Regions from separate parts of the Sus scrofa genome. Here region 1 is linked to region 2. Evidence: chromatin contacts called from public Hi-C data. All regions are on one chromosome and are shown on one strand. The core of a region is the stretch at or near the end of the contact, and the rest is flanking DNA. Distances in the headings are between cores, read along the strand shown.

Region 1 (2,871 bases), core at 68-2,567, 46 kb before region 2:
AAACTAAGAAAGGGTGCTAGAAGAGGTTGAAAGTATTTAGGGAGGAAAGAGTGAGAGACAAGACAACCAAAAACCACCATAAAAACATTTAAAAAGAGCCTATAAGGGACAAAAGAAAATGGCATAAAGAGGATTCTATAAGAAGGGCTACTGTGAAGAAATCAAGTACAGAAGTGCTGCGGGTCAAGGGTCAAGTGCATAGTCTCTAAGGAGAGTAATCCAGGACTACCTGTAAAGATTACCACTTCATTTCTAAAATTTACCCTACAGCTTGTGTTTGTGCGTGTGGTCAAGGTTATATGAACAAGGTTACTCATTGCTCTATACTGGCCAATAGTTTGGAAGCAAACGAAACGTCCATCAGCGCTGCTGAACACCTAATAACTGGGAATACCATACAGACAACACGGACTCTAAATGATATGAACTTATCCCTAAAGCATACTAAGACGGTCTTAAAAGGCACAGGTAAATCATGTAACACTTATGTAGAAAAATATAAAAGGAATATATAGGCAAACTTGCTTGTATATACATAGCCAATGTCTAGAAAAATAAAGCAAAATGGCAACATCAGTTGCCTTCGTGTGTAAGAGGTAGCTAGGGTCAAGGATGAGACACTTTTCAATCTGTCCTTTCCTGTCCTTAGGGTTTTGAACCATGTGAATTCATGTCAAAGAAATGTTTTTTAAAAAAGAAAACAATGTCTCAGGATCCTGGCAACACAGTGATAGCAGCAAACTGTCACCTGAGGGGGAGGTAAGACAGTAAAGAGGATCCAGCGGGGTTGACCAAGCGCCGCCAGGAGAACATTTCGAGGCCTGCAAGGCCAAGAGGGGTACATGACTTAAAGCCTGAGAGCTAAATATAAGAACTTCGACCAGCTGGAGATGAGTATGGAACTTAGAGCTGGAAGAGGGGAACGGAGAAAACAGGGAGGTCAACCCGGCCGCCGCCCCCAAACTAGATCACTAGCCCCACAAAAGCGACGGAGCGCCAAGCCCGGAGCAGGAATCCAGCCCCCACACCCCACCCCTCACCCCGGGGACCAAGACTGGTCCCGCCCCGGCCCGGAGCTCCAGCCGGCGTAAACTGACCTCGGATGGGCTTATCGTCCTTCTCATCTTCTTTGGTTTTCCGCTGATCGGCACCGAGGTAGTCCGGCATTTTAGGAGCTCCAAGTGCCTCGGGACCCGTGTGATTACACAGCACCTTCCTCGTTTCCGGTGGTGCCCTCCCTCTCCCTTCCCCACCGGAAGTAAAGCTGGATCTGCGGGCCCTTTTACAGCCGCGCCAGGCGGAAGAGCGCTCTGGACCCGCGCTGGCTTCAGATCGCAGTTAATGACAGTACGTGGGATTTCCTGTTGGAAGGAAGCGTTGGTCTAAGGTCTAACCTGGTCCCGCACCATGGGCAGTTCCCCGAGCAACAGATTTCAAGACCAACTCAGGCTCAGGTGCTGAGTTTAAATCCTGCTTTAATCATTTACTCTGTACTCTTGGGTAATTTCTTGAATTTTGGTGTTAATTTCCCCGTGAACTCACAGCATTGTGGGTGCATAAAATAACAGTGTGAAGTACGTAGCATAATTAGTTACGCGATGAGTACGGGCTAGATTTACAAATAGAGTGAAGGTAAATAGGAGTTGTTCATTAATTTGATGTTAACAAGGGATGAGAAAGTAGGTGGTTTCAATTTTTGAGCCTGCTGCCATACAGTGATAACGATGGTCAGGGTAAAGAGCAGGTTTTGAAAGAAATTAATTTGGAAGATGAGGAATGGAAGAGAGCAGTTAGGAAACAATTGTAGAATTTAGAAATGAAAACAGTAATAATAATGAAAAGCCTGACCCTTCTGTACACAGTCCGTAGAGTAAAAATGCAACCCACAGGATGGGAGAAAATATTTATAACTCATATATCTGGCAATAGGTTAATATCCAGAATACATAAATAAGTAAAACTCAATAACAAGAAAACAAACAATTGGTCTTTTTTCAACAAACAGTGTACTTGAATGGACATCTCTTCAAAGAAGTTATACAAGTGCTTAATAAGCACATGAAAAGATGCTCAACATCACTAGACCCTGGGGGGTTGCAAATCAAAACCGTGAGATACCACTTTTTACCCATTAGAGTGGCGACTACCCGAAGAAAAAAGTGTTGGGAGGATGTGGAGAAAATGGAAACCTTGTGTACTGCTGGTGGGAATATAAAAAGGCGTAACCACTATGGAATACAGTATTGCAATACCTCAAAAAGTTAAAAATAGAATTATCAAATGAACCAGCACTTCTAGTTCTAGGTATATACACAAAATAATTGAAAGCAGGGTCTCAAAGAGGTATTTGTTCTTCCATGCTCACAGCAACATTATTCACAACAGTCTAAATGTGGAAGCAACCCAGGCAACAGATGAATGGAAAAATAAAATGTGCACACAATGGACTGTTATTCCCAACCCTAAAAAGGAAAGAAATTCTGACATATTATAATTGTTAAGACATGATCCTGAGTAAATAAGTCACAAAAAGATCACTGGTGTGTGATTTCACTTATATGAGGTACCTATAGTAGTCAAATTCACAGAAATTTAAAGTAGAATGACGGTTGCTAGAAGGGAGGTGGAAATGTTGAAGTGTTGCTTTATGGGTGTAAGAGTTTCAGTTTGGGAGGTCCCGCTGTAGTGCAATGGGATTGGCAGTGTCCCTGGCACTCTGGGATGCAGTCACTAGGATGCAGGTTTGAGCCTCTGCCTAGGACAGTGGGCTAAGGATCCAGCATTCCTGCAGCTGTGGTGTAGGTGGCAACTGAGGTTCTGATCTGATCCGGGAATTCCATATTGCCTGCGGTGGTCAGAAAAGGGGGGAAA
Region 2 (3,064 bases), core at 46-2,545:
CCGAAACACTTACTGTGCATGTTGAGAGCCCAGAGTCTTCAGAGGCCACTCTGAGTCCGTTCTCCAAACAGGTTACTCTCGTTTCAGGAACATTCAGAAAAACTTGTGTAGCAGCCTGTGTACTTCTCAATCTGTTTCCTCCAAAATATAATGACTGGTTGGGGATGGAGGGACGAAGTAAAACATCACTATTGTAACATGAAAGTTGATCAGAAAACCAAATCTATCTCACAAAGACCCTCTCTATAAAGTACTCTTTCCCCCTCAACTTTTATTCCACTGGGATCCACCCACACCTCTGGCCTAGTCTAGGAACATTCCTCAAGCGACCATCGTTATCCAGAGAGAAAACTGCTTTGAATACTTCTCCAAGAAATGTTGAATATTCACTATAGAAGGAACAAGCCAAGGGGCAAGAAAGGGAGAGAAAAATATAAAAATACCTACATAACATTGGTGTAAGGTTCCCACTGTTCAAAAAAAACTAAGTCTTGAAAAAGGCAGAAAAAGAGAAGATAGGAAGAAAGGCTCAAGACACTGGCTGATTGATTTGCTGACTATGGACTACACGCCTGTCCGCAGTCTTTCTTTTCCTTTATACATAAGTTAAAAGTCCCACAAAGTCTAGAGAAAGCCAGTCTCTGAGGAGAAACATACAAACTTTTCCTTTAGCTACCCTGGGGTTCGCAGGAAGCAGAGGTGAGGATAAAGACACTGAGTTTTAGGCAAAAACAGATATCTGGGGAGTGGGAGTGTGTGTGTGAGAGAGGGTGTCCTCACTTTTTGATTTCCCCCAATTTGCAACCACTGAGATTGCAGTAACCAACACGTACTCTTTACAAGAACTTTTGAGTAACTGGGGAAGGGGCCGGCAACCAAAGTCATGTCTCATGTCACTGGCAGGTCACGCACTGCGGGTGACCAAAGCCAGCTCAGCCCCGGCGGGTGACAAGCCTCCCCGGCCACCTGATGACCCCCGTATCCCAGCGGAGGAAGCCACACCCACTGTTGGGGGCGGGGGTGGCAACTCGCGCGGCCGGGCCGACAGCCTACGGCTCAGGGTCGCCGAGCGGAGTCCAGCGGGAGAGGCCCTGGCCTGGTCCCGGGCGGCATCCAGACAAGTGAAGGGAAGCTCACCTGCCTTGCAGGGCCTCCGACCAAGAGCCTCTTGGAGAAACCCCAGAGCCGCTTCCGCACCGCGGGCAAAAACACCGCTCGGGCCGCCGCCGCCGCCATCTCCGCTCTGGACAGTGTGAGGGATGTGTTTCCGGGGTCGTGACCGGAGGTCCCAGACGTGAGGAGGGGACCCACCTAGTGGCCGGGATGGGAATGGCACTCCTCTAAGCGGTTGTGGAAGAAATAGACCTGGATGTGGTGCTGAGCGGTTTCCCTAAATAACAGCAATTTGGGAAGCTGCAGAAACCCCTGTATCAGCAGTTACTTTGATCACCTAAGACGTTCAAGGTACAAATGTAGAAGAGATAAAGGTAACGTGGTGCAACGTATCATGCCATCAGTGGATGAAATTAATCAGAAGAAGTGGAATATGATCCATAACTCACTGTCCATGGAGGAAGCATCTCCTACAGGAGACACGTGGTGAGGGGAAGGAGGTATTAGTGTTGACGCCTAGTCACTCCTCAACACTCGACAGTCTGACTCGTTCCATGCTACAGAAATTGCTCTTGCTGAAGCCGCTAATTGCTGAAAAATGAACACTTCATAGACCTGTAACCTTATCATATAGTCTTACTGGCTTAATTTGACATAAATCTGTATGAATTTTTCTTCCACGTTGATCTTAGAGCTCTTCCTCCTTCTCCTAGTCCCTTCTTCACCTTCTTGGGCAGCTGTTTATTCACAAAGCTCTTAATGAAACTAAAAATAGCAAGCACTGTTCTAAGTGTGCTATTCTTCTTTGGGGGGCCTTGCCCAGGTGTGCAAAAGTTCCCTCACCAGGAATCAAACCTGCCCCACAGCAGCGACAACAAGGGATCCTTAACTCACTGAGCCACCAGGGAACTTCTAATTGTGCTCTTCTCATACTCTTTTTACAGAGGTAGAAACTGGGGTAAAATAACTTGCCCGGGGTCAAGATGCTAATTACAGGCTGTGTGGCTCCAAAGCTTTGCTCTTAAAGTCCATGCCCTTTTACCCTGAAAGTTGGTATTTCCCTGGGTCTGGGCCTCTTCTCCTATTGCACACTCTCCCTGAGGGTTTCCACTTTGACCTGAAGACTTACCCTGTTTACACAGTCAGACCTTTCTCTTGAGCTCCAGGCACATTTAACCATTCAGTGACTAGACAGTTACACTGAAGTATCCCATTGGTGCCTCAATATCAACGTGTCCAAAATGCATTTCACTGTCTTGCCCCTAAGTTGCTTCCTGTATATGCAATGCAAAACAGCCAATGATACTTCCATTCACCAGACCTCCAAGCCAGAAACCTGGATTTCATCCTCAGCTCCCTTTTTTCCACTCTGAACATCCTACCTCTTGAATCTGCTCTAGCCCTACTGTCATAGTTTTTTATCCAAGGCATCTTTTAAGAATGCACCTTTTAGCATGACAGTCCCATTATAAAGAACCCCACAGTAACTTCCCTGGGTCAGGATAAAGTGACAGCAGGCAAACAGTTAGACACAAGCAGAGAAGGGGTGCGTGGGGCCAAATGGCAGGAAACCACACCTCATGCAAATAGCAGGGCCCATGTGTGGATAGAGAAAAGCTGGAACCTCCAGACTAATAGGAAGCCACACCTTTTGGGGTGATAAGTGCCCTAGAGGCAGACAAAGAGCATGAATCTCCAATGCTGGATGTAACCTGTTGCTCATTATGCCCTAACTATAATAAAATTATAATAAAAATTAGTTATGCAGATAACAGGTACCCATCATACACCAACGCCATGACGCTTCTAATAAAACTAAATAAGGACAAAAATCCCTCCTCGCTTTGGGAAGATCAAGCTGGGATGAGAATTAAGGAATATGACCCCCAAAGCCCACCTTCCCAGGGATTTGAATATTCCACCCATAAAATTAGATGCCCTATATAACTGG

Evidence for each region. A called contact is a pair of places that touch in the nucleus more often than the background predicts.
Region 1: a Hi-C map of liver shows a contact between it and region 2, with 3 times the contacts expected there. The contact joins the promoter of DNAJC2 here to the promoter of PMPCB in region 2. A contact is called at or near these places in 1 of 5 promoter capture datasets (liver), 9 of 47 Hi-C or Micro-C datasets (brain, embryonic fibroblasts, epiblast stem cells and 5 more) and 1 of 2 datasets of contacts at active chromatin or transcription factors (alveolar macrophages).

What each region holds. Positions count from the first base shown.
Region 1 is chr9:103,361,045-103,363,915 of Sscrofa11.1, reverse strand. It overlaps DNAJC2 (dnaJ homolog subfamily C member 2), which reads left to right and starts at 1,317. Exons shown (of 17, transcript XM_005667716.3): 1 at 1,317-1,454. It overlaps PSMC2 (proteasome 26S subunit, ATPase 2), which reads right to left and starts at 1,232. Exons shown (of 12, transcript NM_001245008.1): 1 at 1,098-1,232. The coding sequence starts at 1,167.
Region 2 is chr9:103,314,392-103,317,455 of Sscrofa11.1, reverse strand. PMPCB (mitochondrial-processing peptidase subunit beta) reads right to left here and starts at 1,295. Exons shown (of 13, transcript XM_003130241.4): 1 at 1,138-1,295; 2 at 14-154. The coding sequence starts at 1,236.